Linked DNA regions of Mus musculus: region 1 is linked to region 2. A link is a contact called in public HiCAR-type data. All regions are on one chromosome and are shown on one strand. Each heading gives the region's core, a stretch centred on a gene start, on an enhancer-like site or on the middle of the called end of the contact. The rest is flanking DNA. Distances are from core to core; before and after follow the strand shown. Region 1 has its middle 26 kb from the start of Gm34240. Region 2 holds the start of Mme (membrane metallo endopeptidase).

Region 1 (7,195 bases), core at 2,301-4,800, 120 kb before region 2:
AAAAGTACTAGGGCAATCTTTTGTTCCCAAAAGATTCTGATAGATGGATTGAAGGACCTTTAGATACATTTTTTTTCAGAGTGTGGACCAGGGCAAACCAAGCTCCTTCATGTGGTGCCCTCAAGCAATGTCATTAAAAAAATCTATCTATCTATCTATCTATCTATCTATCTATCTATCTATCTATCTATCTAATTATCTACTTATCTATCTATCTACCTACCTACTTACCTATCTATCATCTATAAAATTTAAAGCCTCAAGAACAAAAAAAAAAAAAAAAAAACCCATCTATTCAGTGTAACACTATATCAAAAGGCTAAGAACTCCAAAGTAAATGTATTCTTTGATTTTGTCTTTTGACTGCAAGCAACAAGGACAATGTTTTAGGGCTGCTTAAGTTTTGTAGCTCTTCATTGATCCTAGATATTGATACTCTGATCTATCATTAATAAAGATATTGTTTTCCTGATCTGTGCTAGCTTTCATTCAAGTGATTGTTTTCTTTGCTTTTCACAAGCCTTTTAGTTTTATCTAATCCCATTTGTCAATTCCTAGGATTAGTTCTGTGCTACAGGAGTTCTGTGCAGGAAGTATTGTCTCTGCCTGTATCTTGTAGAATCTTACAGGTTTACTTTTGAGTCATCCACTCTGTTCCATTGGTTTACATGCCCTGGTAGTACTAACTTTGTTTTAACATGTCAGACGGACCCGAACCACATGTAAATCATGTGTCTCCAGACAGCAATTCCATTCACTGCACTTTTTAAAGATAGTAAAATTGTGCTGTGAGCCGGGTGGTGGTGGTGCACACCTTTAGTCCCAGCACTTGGGAGGCAGAGGCAGGCGGATTTCTGAGTTTGAGGCCAGCCCGGTCTATAGAGTGAGTTCCAGGACAGCCAGGGCTACACAGAGAAACCCTGACTTGAATAATCAAAAAAAAAAAAATTGTGCTGTGAATATGGATTCCAAGCTCAAGTGATTGTGGAAATGTTATGGATTCCAAGCTCAAGTGATTGTGGAAATGTCTGAGTTTAGGAAATTAAAATAACTTTCTTCATTGTATTATAGGATGGCATAGAGTTTTTATATTCTAGTGTTCATTCAAATACATATATTGAATATCTATTCAATATAATATATATAATAAAATGAGCCCCATGCTTCAAATTTATTTTTGTTGGTTAAGTTTCTTGTGATATATTAATTAATATCCAGAATAAGTGATCTATAGATGATGATTAGAGAAAGGCTAATGTACATTCATTTTTAAGAAGTTGTTTTTATTTTATGTATGATTATTTTTGCCTGAATATATTTGTGCACCATATGTGTGCAGCATCCACAGAGACTAGAAGAGAACACTGGCTCATCTGGAACTGGAGATACAGATGTTGCAGATGATGGTGCTGCCATGTGGGTGCTGGAAATTGAGCCTGGATCTTCTGGAAGAGCAACTTATGATCTTAACTCTTTTTATTACTCAATCATCTCTCCTGGGCTAATCTCTCAAGATAGATAGATAGATAGATAGATAGATAGATAGATAGATAGATAGATAGATAGATAGATAGAAAGATAGAAAGATAGAAAGATAGAAAGATAGAAAGAAAAAATAGAATAATTCATTTATTGTGTGTGTGTGTGTGTGTGTGTGTGTGTGTGTGTGTGTGTGTGTGTGTGTGTGTGTGTGTCTGTGCGCACGTGCACATGTACATGGGGCAGGAGGCCAGGGCACAACTTTCAGGAATCAGTTTTCTCCTTCAGTCCTGGAGCTGGCACTTGGATTGACAGGCTTGCTGGCAAGAACCTTTACCCATGAGTTATCTTTTCAACCATAGATTTTTAAATCAGACAGTTTATACAATGACTTAGAAAAAACAGCAATAACTGATATGTTGACTATATCAACTTTCCACTGATTTGGACCAAAGAAAATGACCTTGTGGAAAGTAAAACAACAAAGATTTTATTTAAAAAATCCTGTCTGAAAAACACTTTGTTTATTTTGACCCAGAAAATAAAAATTAAAATGGTGATGCAAATCTCCTTTGGATTATTTGTTTTATGTAGTTTGTGTCTTTCTTCCATGGCCTTCGTCTTTACTAGCAGAGTGTGGATTCTGCTGCATACAGCCTTGAAGCACATGGTTGATAAGGATACAGTACTTAATTCAGAACCCATCAAATTAAAGTTTCTCATTCAACCTAAAGATTTTTTTAAATTACATTTTATGTAATTATATTGTACATGCACGTATGTAGGTGGGTGCGCATGTACCACAACATGCATGTGGAGGTACCTGTCAATTTGAGGGAATCAGTTCTCTCCTTCAAACTATGTGGGTTCCAAAGATCAAACTGGGCTTACTAGGAGTGGCAGCAAGAGGGTCTGCCCACTAGGCCATCTTTCCTACCCCTAAAAATTCTGGAAAAACTGGTTTGAATCCAGGACTTCATTACTTTACTTTTAAAGTTGTTTCTACAGTAATAAAAATTAGAATCTGTAAGCTTACATTTTTATAATTGTTCTCAAGTATCATATTAAAAATCATTGATACAGATACACATTCTGAGTACTTCTAGTATAATTCAACTCGTTTATTTTAGCATCATAGTTGGCAGCTGTGAAGGTCTAACTAGTTTCTTAAATAATGAACAATTGTTCTTTCATGAGTTCATGTGATGCCAGGCTTTAACCTTGCTGTTCTTGTTAAGGTGTGCCAAATAAATTATCTCAACTGGCCTTCACAAAAGCTTTCCGAAGTACATGCAATTATTTTGCCCATTTCACAGATAGGGCTTTTATAGCAAAGATAAATATCCCCTTGGGCTCCAGTTTGCATGGAACAGTTGCCTGATGGCTGTCTACTCCACTGTCTGCCCCTCATTCTTAGTGTCAATTTGGAATAGTTGGAGACAGAGCTCTTGAAATCCATCTGGTTTTCCAAGGTCTTTCAAGCCTCATAAATTTGTGAGAATCCAAACATAGTTTGTTTACTGTTCACATGAATGAGTCTATATTTGGCAACTCCCAGGGCTCTCTTAATAATTAAAAACCCACAGTGCTCAAATCATCGTGGGAGTGAAAGATTAATAGGAACAAAGAGTTAGCTAATCGTGTTTAATAGGGCCAGCATGTGTAGCTGAATAAGGAGGAGAAAGGAAATAGTTCCCTCATAGATGGGATGCTACAAGGGTAGCATGTTAGGTTGTGCTCCCAGAGCTCGTGTTCCCAGAAATAAGCAGATAGAAGTCCAGGTGCTGTTGATCATGAGGGGCACTTTGCAATAACAACCAAAGTGGACCAAATGCAGCAAACATCCCAAGGACTCAGACTTTTGAAAACTGCTCTGACAACTTTTGCTACAAATAATTTATTGCTCACGGACACCTTGGCAGATATGCCCAGATGAATGCTTTAGCAGGCTGACTTCTAAAAGGTCATGTGATTCAAATTAATGTATATGCACAGAAACTTCCTCTTTCCCTTAAATATGTCTTGGCTTCTATTTTTTTATTTCCTTTTTGTCTCTGCTTGAAAAATGTTCCATCGCAAGAAACAAATGATAGTCTCTGTAATCATCTGGAAGTCTATTAAAGCCACATTGCATGACATGGTATTTACATTGAGAGGAAGAACTACGGTTAATGATTTTTGACCATCAAATACTCAACATTCTAGATTGACGAAGATCAAATTATAATCTCCGTCCTTGCTTGAACTCCTGTCCCTTTAAATGTTGAGGTTTTCAATATGTATTTTCTTACTAATCTGCCCCAATCCCTGTCTCCTCTGTGTGAGCATTTTCATGGGGATTTCCACATATACATCAAAAGTCTGCTACCACAGGAAAACAGGCAGAGGCACTGAAAGGGGAGTGAAACTTGATATCCAAGGAGGCAGAGTTGGACTCCAGCTGTGAGTGTTATGGAACTTATCCCAGAGGCAGTGACTTCAAACTTATGTTCAAGAAATTCACTGGTTTCAATGAAGAGGTAGGTATTAATTTCAAACTTATAAGCTGCTCAAATCAAACAAGAGGAGCGAGGTTTGTGGGTAATTAAAAAACAACATACCAGTTTAAAGGCACCACGGATCCAAAGAAAAACAAAACAAAATACAGACACATTCATGTCAGACTCAGTCTACAAGCACAGTTTTGAACCTTTGAGTTAAGGATCAAAGGGCATGAGATCAGTCAACAAACCCCATTGAGCACCCACAAACTTCAAGTCTACCCTTTTATTGCCTTACTCATAAATATGAGCAAACAGATAACTAAGAGAACCCCCAGTCTGAAAGATAAAGACGCCCATACAGTAGGTAAACTGCATAAACATGTAAACCTGGAAACGAAAACTACCATGTCCTCAGGGGAAGAGGAAAAGATACTGTGTCCTTGAAGCATGAACAAATGGATCATTTAGGGAACAAAAGAGGAGTCTTTAAAACATAAAATGTGATAGCAAATATTTATTTCAAAAATTCCTTGATAGTTGTTGGAAAATAGAATTGAGAAAATCTCCTATAAAGCAGACTGTGTTCTCTCACCAGGGAGCAAGAATAAAATATCACAGTCTGGGTGGCCCAAGGAACACAAATTTCTCAGACTCTGGAAGTCTGTGCTTTAGGAACCAATGTGACTAGGATATTCTGAGGTCTGTGGGTGGCCATCTCCCTGGTCACACTCTGTCTTCCTCTATGTGTTCCTGTGCCCAAATCAGTTTTTTTTTAATCAAAATATTAGACTTATTGGGCTAGTGTGCCCCCTTAATGACCTATTTCACTTCTTATCTTTGTAAAAACCCTAGTCCCATTCTGAGGCATCCAGGATCAGGGTTGCAACATTCAAATTAGAGCAAGGATAGCTATCCAGCATGTCCTATGACCCAAAATAATTGAAAGTAGACTAGAAAAAAACCAAAGGTATGAGCATCTGCTCTTCAAAATGTGTGAGTTTAAGAAGAAAAGAACAAGCACAAATGAAGGAAGCCATGAGTGGGAGTGTTTAAGAAAGTTTCTCTGAAATAAAAGATTTGGTTCACAAAACTAGATGAGGCTGTAAATGCATGAAAAAAAAATGAATGAAGATAGTTTGAGGCCAGAGCAATTATGAAAAGCTCTCAGAATATAGAAACTAATGGGAGATCCTATGGACACCTTTTGAGAAAAGCAGTTCATAGCAATAAAACACAGAACAGAATGGCTTCATGTATCTCTACAGCAGTGTTCAGCTAAACCACAATGGAGGAATGCCTTGACATTTTGGAGGGAGAGAGAAAAAATTCTGTTTGAACTTGGTAACTTGGAAAGTTCTAAGACTAAGAGAAAGGACAGCTATCCTTGAAGCTTCTGGGGAAGGTAGTCACCAATACGGAAGCAAACCGAAAGAGCTTGGGCAGACAATGACTCACGCACAGCTGCCCATGAATACAGGAACATGACAATATATTTGAATTAAATGGTCTGGGATGATGCTGGGACCACAGAATTTTTCTATGCTTCCAGGTTATTTTTAGCTCTACTCGGGGTGTATTCTGGGGAGACAGGGAATCTCCATGGTAGCAGAAGAGACCTGAGAATGGGGTGCAACTCCTGTCAGATGAAACTTGTTGGAAAACAACCTAAAGAATTTGAATTAATGAAGCAGATATAAAAGCCATAAGACTAGCATAGGGCTTTAGACCCTGGCTTCTTAAAAGTGTGGATCAGGGTCTACATGGTATCATAGAATGAGTGCCGGGGTTGTGAAAATTTTAGTAGCAATAAAGGGTTTGGAATGCATGATGACTAAAATTTTTTTCAAAATCAAATGCAAAATGAATCAGGGTGTTTTGGCATACCCTTGTTATACTTGGTGACTTCCCTGCTGGCTTGCTGATAAATATAACTTTCCCATTTTTAGCTGTGTGCATCACCTCTCCATGCCATGGGGATGAGGGCTGGAAAACAAAAGCAAGTTCCAAGAGTATTATATGTTAGGAACTGCAGTGCTTTACTGTACTGTACCTGCAAAAGTTTCTGTTCTTATGGAAACATAATCTTTTTATATGGAAACAGTGACCTAATATTTTCATACTATTGTTCCTTAGCATTAAAGTGTCAAATTATTATGTCTTTACATTGTATTGTGCTATAATTGATTTGTAAAATTGCTGTTTCAGGTGCTGACTTGAGTTTCATAAACTGCTGCTAAAGGAATTTTGACTTGGGATTAGGACAGAATTTCGAATATTTTTTTAATGACTCCAATCCTGATTCTGTCACTTTGTATTTATGCAAAGCAGAATTCTCAGAATTGATGATTAGGTTCTGGAAAATTATGATGCTTCATGTCTTGTAACTAATATTAAGCTAATACTTATCTCTTTATGTATTAATGAATAAGCAGTCATCTCATTGGTATGCACATTTCCATTTGTCTTTAGTAGACGGTGTCTAATTTACTGCTCTATTGCTGTGAACTGCATTGAGTTTTAGTTGACACCATGGTCAAGGCAACTCTAATATTAAAAAAAAAAAGAAATTCAACTATTCAACTGTGGGCTTGTTTACAGGTTTAGAGGATCAATTCATGATCATCATGGTAGGAAGAAGACAGGCATGGCACTGGAGCAGTAGCTGAGAGTTTTATATCTTGATCCACAGACAGGAGGAATAAGAAGAGGAGGAGGAGGAGAAGGAGAAAGAGGATGAGAAGGAGGAAGAAGAAGAAAAAGAAGAAGAAGAAGAAGAAGAAGAAGAAGAAGAAGAAGAAGAAGAAGAAGAAGAAGAAGAAGAAGAAAGAGAGAGAGAGAGAGAGAGAGAGAGAGAGAGAAATTGGGTCTGTCCAGTGTTTTCCACAACCACAGATGATAGAAATATATACACAATTTTCTTGTACAATGGTGGGCCTCAATGGCATATAGCCAATTGTCTTCTTCCATGGTGGGGTGTTGGTGTGTAATGGGGAAAAATAAAAGCTTGAAAGTTTAAGTATTTTATTCAGAGTATTTGACTGCTTACATCAACATTTTAGCACAAACTGAGCTTCATAAAAGGAAAAGTTTAAAAGTGAAACGTTCTGAAGGACTGAAAAGTAGTGAGGAAGTATGACTGAGATCCTGAGGGTGACAGATACACAAATGTAAAGAGAGAGGGTAGGACAGTGATTTAAACACGGATTTCTGGAAGATGAACCAGATCTAGAAAA
Region 2 (7,075 bases), core at 2,438-4,937:
AGGCCAGATGGTTCTTTAAAAATTGCTGAGCAAAGCTTGCAGCAGCTTCAACCTTTCTGTATGACTTCAGGAAAGAACACCTTAAACAACAAGTCCGCAGTTTTGGGCTCAATATAAATTAACCATAGAATATGGCTGTTAGCTGAAGCAATTGCTCAGAAATGTTCTCATCAATGAAGACTTTCCCCGAACAGTTACAAGTCTTCAGGGATGTATTTGTGGAAACTGAGGCACTAGGCAAAGTAAAACATGACTATAGATTTGAATTATCGTTGAGACTCAGCAGAGAAGTAGAGATTTGTTTTCTCTAGTGACTTATCAATAATAAAACACATATGGTCATTAAAAAAAAAAAACTGGATACAAAGTCTCAAGCAGTTTTTCCTCCTGATTACATGGCATAAGCAATGACTATCAAATAAAAATACTTTACTGGACAATGAAATCCGTGTCTGTTCAATAAAAGTAGACTGTAATGTACCCGAATATAGAAATGCCTTATTTAATGGTTATATAACTCATGTTAGCTTAGCCTCACGGCTCCCGGGGCAATGACATAGAATTGCATTGATCATACCGCTATTTTAATAGTAGTGGCGGCTGAGTAAAGAGAAAACAGGGACAAATTTAATACTTTCTCCCTTAACAGAGAAGTAAGCACAAAAGTACAGATTTCCTGAAGCCCTAGAATTTGAGAATTAACACATCTGCTTGCGGATTTCCCACTGCCTTTAAATGTTTAAATAAAGAGCTGCCTTTTAATGTTTGTTTTGTCTTCTTCTTGTTGATGTTGTCGTCGTTTATTTTTGTTTTTGTCCTTTCTAGAAGCCTCAGTCAGATCTAGTGAGTCTGTAAAGTCAAGCTTGGCGGTCAGATCTGCTTAAGTCAAAGTGCTCTCTGGCGCCACCAAGCTTCTTGGTGAGGGAAAGCTGGTAGGCGGGCATTTCTCAGTTCTGGGTTACTGCTTCCTGATTCCCTCTTTATCCTTGAGCAGGATGACAGGGTAGCTGGATTCTTTACACTTAACTATCTAAGTCTGTAGGAATCTCTACAGGGAAACAAACAGTATATTATAGGCAAACTATTTAGTCCTCTTACCTGTATCAAAGGAAATAATTTTTGAATCAAAATTTCGTTCATCAACCTTTCTTGTAAAGATTTTTCAATTCTTTAGAAGTCCTTTTTTCTCTTAGTACTACTTTTTTGATATTGGTCAAAAGCAGAAATGCTGCGATAGTAACCTCCTTATTATCTGTGTCCTTCATTTCCACTTAATTATAGATGATTCATTATCTTTTAATAAGAATATCTAAGCCAGAACACCTCAAGATGGAACACATCACAAATCTTCAGGTACCTAAAGCTCCAATCTAACCACACCCAAACACCTTTAAAAGATCGGTGATGCGGAGACAGACAAATCAGAATACAAAACACAGTACAAAGTCAATGCTTGCAATAGGATAAGCAAACGCATACCTAGGTTCTTAAAATATTTCACCTGAACTGGAAATTTGTTAAATCTCTTAAACTAAAAAAACAAATGCCAACACAGACAATAAGAGAACACAGAATCTGGAGTTCAGACTAAACAGAAACTCCACAAACTTCAACTTGGCAACATCAGCAAAAGAACGCAATGCTATTTTTGCTTGGGTATAAGATACATTTCAAAGCATCAGCATCAGCAAACGTCAAATTATGAAACCTGGAAGATAACTGATCGGTTAAAGAGAAAGGTGGAGCGAAGCAATTTTCATACTCGGGGCACATTGTGATACTGCAACAATACACGTCTGTAAGTCCCTGTGGTGGTGCTTTGGAGTTACAGTTTTGCATTAGTGGAAATTAAGGCAGAGTAGGAAGAAGTCAGCTTCATAATTAGATTGTGTCTGTGGAAGCTGAAGTAGTAGTATTCAGAAGACCGCTTGACCCCCACCCCCACCCCCACACCATCCTGCCACATTAACTAGTAGGTATTTCCCCCGGCCTGAAGTGAGTTTTGACATGAAAAGTCCCATCCACATTGCTCTAGAGTACAACCCAAGACAAACAAAACAACAACAACAACAACAAAAAATCAAGTCCAAAACACAACAAATATTTTTGAGAGCTTGAACGAAAGAAGAAAAAATCCAAGGGCGTGCAGCTACACTCCCTCAGCGCCAATCTGCCGATAGCAGAGCAGCTTCCAAAAGCTGGCGCTGCAAGTCAGTTACTAGTTTTCAGTTTAATAAAATCCATGTGAGCCGCTTATGGGCATGGAATAGACTTGACCGAGAGGCTCAGAGGAATACCGGTTTATAGTTACTCTCATTTTTAAAGAGTATAAATAGATCAGGATAGGTTAAGTAAGAAAGGGTCTTTAAAAACTTCCATCTACTAAAGAACACCCCCACCCCGCGCCAGCCAACCCTTTGGCAGATTTAAGCATGAATTATATAATAGGAAGCCAAGGTTCGAAGCACGATGAAGAGGTGGGATTGTGAAAAGACATTTAGGTTAAGAAAATTTAAAACTAGGAAAGTGAGTTAATTGAGGAGAGAATCCGATAGAAACTAAAATGAAAACAAACCTTGTTTTTTAAAATAAAAACAGTGTCTGTACAGCGGAATGGCCAATTCCCAGCCCCCAAATGAACCCCGGTGCAATTTGGCAGCGCTGCTCTCGGTCACCAAACAGAACTCCTGGGCGGAGGCTGCAGGAAGCTATGAAAATGAACCTGGAGGTGACCTGACATCACTCCCAGGGTCCTCCTCCAGGTCGCCTTCTCGGCCCCTTCCCCTCCCCACATTCTCAGGTCCCAGTGGCGGCTCCCGCCCAGGACACGCCTCCTCCTCCCGCGGCGACCAGGCACCAGGAGCCCGCTGCGCGCGGGACCTCGGCCTCTGCCCTTGCTTAGCGCGTCCCGGCCCCCGCCCGCTCTGTCCTCCTGTTGCCCGTCCCACCGACTCCCGGCGCCCCGGGGACACTGGTGCCCCGCTCCCGGTGCCCGGTTGTTCGCTCTCCGGTGACTCACCAGTGGGATTGGGGAGAAGTTGGAGGCGACTGAGCAGACACATCCCGACCAATGAGCGCACCGGCCAGGGCGGCCGCAGGCAAAGTAGCCCCCAGCCCGGGCGAGCGCCCACCGCTCTGTGCGGTCCCCAGGGTGCGCCCCGGCGCCGAGCGCGCGGAGGGGGACGAAGCCAGAGTCCCGGGAGGTTCCAGGCCCCACTCGGGCTCCGGGCGGGTGAGCGCCCGGGAAGCCCGCATTCCTTGGACCCTCACCCCGAGACTCACCCCTCGCCTTAGCCGCTCTGCAGCTTACGCCTGCACTCCGTCCAGCTCCTCCACTTGCACATCTCCGCGCCCTGCGCGCCTCGCGCTCACCCCCCGCCTCGCCGCACAGGACCAGCCGCGAGAGCAGTTCCCTGGGTGACCTGAAGGTTTCCGCCAGGTCTCCCAAATCCTGTCACACCGTGTAAAGGGGCGGAGGGGGCTCCCTCTCCCAGTTCGTCCCCCACCTTGCCCTTCCCAAAAGGGCTTCGCCAGACATTCTTGGAATTGTTTAGCTTTGTGGCTTTCAAGACAACAATACACTGTCTCTCTGGGATTGTGTAGTGCTGATTGCAGGCTCTCATTCTCTAACTGACTAAGACCAGAATGCTTCTCTCTCACATACTCTTGCTCTCTCCGTTTTCCCTCGTCCTTCACTCTCCTTCCCTTCTTTTCAATGTCTTCTTTTCTTCATCCTTCCCTCCTCTCCTCCCCCCCCCCCCAGTCTATGTGTGTCTCTTTCTCTTAAACTTAAGGCATTGAATTTGTCAAAGATAGAAGTTTGTCTTTGTGCAGAGGCAAGTATTTCATGGAAATTACCTTTAGCCGCTATTGTAACCAAAGAACTCAGAAAGGCTAAACTTTTCTGCCCCGCCCCCACCCCTGCCCCAGGATTTCAATGTAGTCATTCAATGTCAAGTACATATAGAGTTGGAATACTAATCCTTCTCCTGTTTGGAATCACAAGTTTTGAACACCACACATGCTCCATAAGTGCGAGCATGCTCACAGGACTTGAACTTGAAACGATCTTTGAGCATTAAAATGCCTTACTCCTTTGCCCTAACCAACTTTATGCTTTTTTTTAATGGTTAAAGAAACACAAACAAACAAACAAACAAAAAGCTAAGACAAGAACAGGAAATGTATGTTAGTGAAATTATGAGTATCATGGAAAGACATTTCAAGACAAAGTAACTCAATTGATGTGCGTAAGTTCAACGCACACCTTCAAACGGAAGTGCCCACGCTTCTTTCTTCCTCTGTGGGTATTACAAGCACATCTTTGTCCTCATGGCTAGACTAACAGAGATGTGTGACCTCTCACTGATAAGCATAGGCAGCTTGGCAAGCACTCTGGGAAGCATCTCAAATGGAATTTGAACCCAGGTCATCTTGCCTCCGATTGTTTTGCAGAGGATCAATGCACAGAAGAGAGAGTTACTCAAATTCTCTTGGGAAGAAAGCTAGATTTTCCTCCCCAACACCGGTGTGCTTAGTTTTTATTATATTTTACTTAAATTTTCAAAACATCTAAATTTTACAATAAAACGAGTTGGGAAAATATGTGTATGTATATATAGATACAGATAGGGAGAGAGAGAGGAAGGGAGAGAGGGCACTAGTTCTCAAACTTTCCATATTCAACCACTAGCATTAAAAGTTTAATGCATTTCTGATTAGTATAGTAATGTTTGGTCAGAATATTACAAAAAAAAAATCACGTTTCAACTAGAAATAAAAATTAAGCTCATGTGTGTGGCTATAGCCTACTTAACGTTTCTCATTTGATTTGTTTTATTTTCATTAAAGTTTTAAACATATTACTCTTTTAAGGCTATCTAGCATATCCACAAGATTCAAGAATATCTCTTTCACCTAAAGGAGGTGGTTGACCTGGGGCCTTAACGCCTTAGCATGATAAGTATTTGAGCAGCCATTGAGCAATACTCTTAGCCCTGGAGAATGTTTTGATAACAACAGAAACTAGGTTACGATTATTTATTACAGCTATCAACCTTGAGCTGAAAATTGATTTTTTTCTCAATTAAAGAGTCATTAATGAAAAACCTTTTCAGACTAGTTAAGAACAATGTAATAGTTTTATTTCAGTCTCATTACAAGTCGGAGAAATTTTTATAGAGAGTCAATTCAAATATTCACTCCTGTTAAGAACATTTTGCTAGAAAAATAATTTAGAATGCTTGTCAAAAGGAAGTAAAAACCCTGAAATCATCATCAGACTTTGATTTTCAGCTTATGCTTTGGACATGCAGCAGTATGGGCAGATACCTTGTTTAATACAAGCCTTTTTTTTTCTTTTTTTTTTTTTTCTTTTTGGTTTTTTTGAGACAGGGTTTCTCTGTATAGCCCTGGCTGTCCTGGAACTCACTTTGTAGACCAGGCTGACCTGGTCCTCCTGCAAGTACTGGGATTAAAGGTGTGCGCCACCAGGTCCGGCTTTAATACAAGTCTTAATCTCACTAAAGTTCATTAGAAACATAAAGGTTTTGTTAAGAATACTAAGTCTTTTCCCTGAGGAGGTTATGCAACTTTGAAATCATTTCTCTTTTAAGGGTCTTAAAGGAGCTCTCAGGTGCTTCTAGTAAGTAAACAGAAACCAAAAGCTGACAAAAGTGCCCAAGGTCCTTCAGCTTGGTCAGTTATCAGGGTGAGGGAGAAAGTAGCAATCCTGATGGCCTTCTGCAAGTTATCAGTAGTGGGGTGTATCTGTTATGGCAATATGCTGCATGCAGCCTTAGAAACAGCCCCTGTCTGTAACACAAATGCTGCATAAACAATGTTTGAAGATTCAGGGCAATTGCACCAATAAACTAAGGACAGTGTGAAGGAAGATTTCAGAAGCCAAAAGAACCAGGGAAGCCAGAACCCCAGCAGGGTGTGTGGGAGTGTGATAAAATGATAGGTTCTCTATCGAGTGTGATGAAAGTGCTCTATCTATATGTCTCAGAGGGCTTGCCAGACCTAAATGACCTGGAATTAGCTTTTCATGGGGCTTGCATGACCTGAGGACCTCATACGGAGCATCATTTGGAACCAGGTTAAAACTCACACCAAGCATTCCTGTATTAAGCTGGACAGTAGAGAATGCAAAGGGGAGCTACAAACAAAGCCCTCTCTCCCACCATTTTCCACCCCACCCCCACTGAGCACAGACCTTAACTGCCAGTCATGTATTTCTTCAGCATTTCCAGAGAATGTAAATCTTTTCAAATTGTTGCCAACCTGTAGGAGTATTTTTTTCCCCAAAACTATAGTTTGCAACAAAATTTTCTGCAACAATTTGTGATCAAGTCAAATCTGAATTTGACTTTTTCTCGGAGAAATGCTTAGAAAGAGTATGCTCTGATGGAAACAAAATGATAGAGCATCTCATACAGGAGAAGGGACGGTAAAGCTGAGAAAAGCAGAGAGATGCAAGTCACTCTGAAGGCACAGGTCAGTCTGAGCGAAGCTACCTGTAAAATGTACGGGTGTCGGAAAGGACCACTGTAAGACTGGGAAAGTGATGTGCGAGCCACAGGATCCTAAAGTCCTTTTGTTGTTGGAATGGAAGAGAATGATATTAAATTTAGACTTTATTATTTATACAATAGAGATTACTAATGGAGCCATAAAAGGGTAAAAATAGACTGCATAAGCCCAAGTCTTGGAGAGATGAAAAACTAAAATTAAATAAAAAGTAAATCTAAAAAAGAATATAGTGAAAAAATTCATGTTAGAAAATGCACACAAAAAATGCAGAGATACAGTGATAAAAATAATATAAATACAGCCATTGCTGTAACTGTAATTGGACAGTGTGTCCATTTGGAAGACAAGGACTAAAATTAATTTAGCTGGCTTTGTTTAAAAGAGATATAACTTGTGGGGAGTTATGGTTCATGTCTTTGATCTCAGCACTCTGGAGGCAGAGGCAGCCTGAGCTCTATGAGCCCAGAGTCAACCTGGTCCACATAGTCCATATAGTTTATAGTGAGAACCTGTCTCAAAAACAAAACAAAACAAGACAAGA

The links. HiCAR-type assays count read pairs that join an accessible place to other places.
Region 1: a HiCAR-type map of kidney shows a contact between it and region 2, with 2.3 times the contacts expected there. The contact joins the enhancer-like site here to the promoter of Mme in region 2. A contact is called at or near these places in 6 of 39 promoter capture datasets (the 3T3-L1 cell line, 3T3-L1-derived adipocytes, liver and 1 more), 10 of 484 Hi-C or Micro-C datasets (the AML12 cell line, Sertoli cells, cardiomyocytes and 5 more), 1 of 115 datasets of contacts at active chromatin or transcription factors (kidney) and 2 of 9 other capture datasets (adipose tissue and pancreatic islet).

What each region holds. Positions count from the first base shown.
Region 1 is chr3:63,409,421-63,416,615 of GRCm38.p6, reverse strand. No RefSeq gene overlaps it. Among named protein-coding and RNA genes, the nearest start is that of Gm34240, 26 kb to the left of the region's middle. Within about 2 kb of position 3,550, at least 35 of the 459 cell types and tissues checked have an H3K27ac peak or open chromatin away from gene starts, as enhancers often do. A contact at or near this core is called in kidney, nephron progenitors and uterus, where this site is marked.
Region 2 is chr3:63,291,823-63,298,897 of GRCm38.p6, reverse strand. Mme (membrane metallo endopeptidase) reads right to left here and starts at 3,687. Exons shown (of 23, transcript NM_001357335.1): 1 at 3,283-3,687.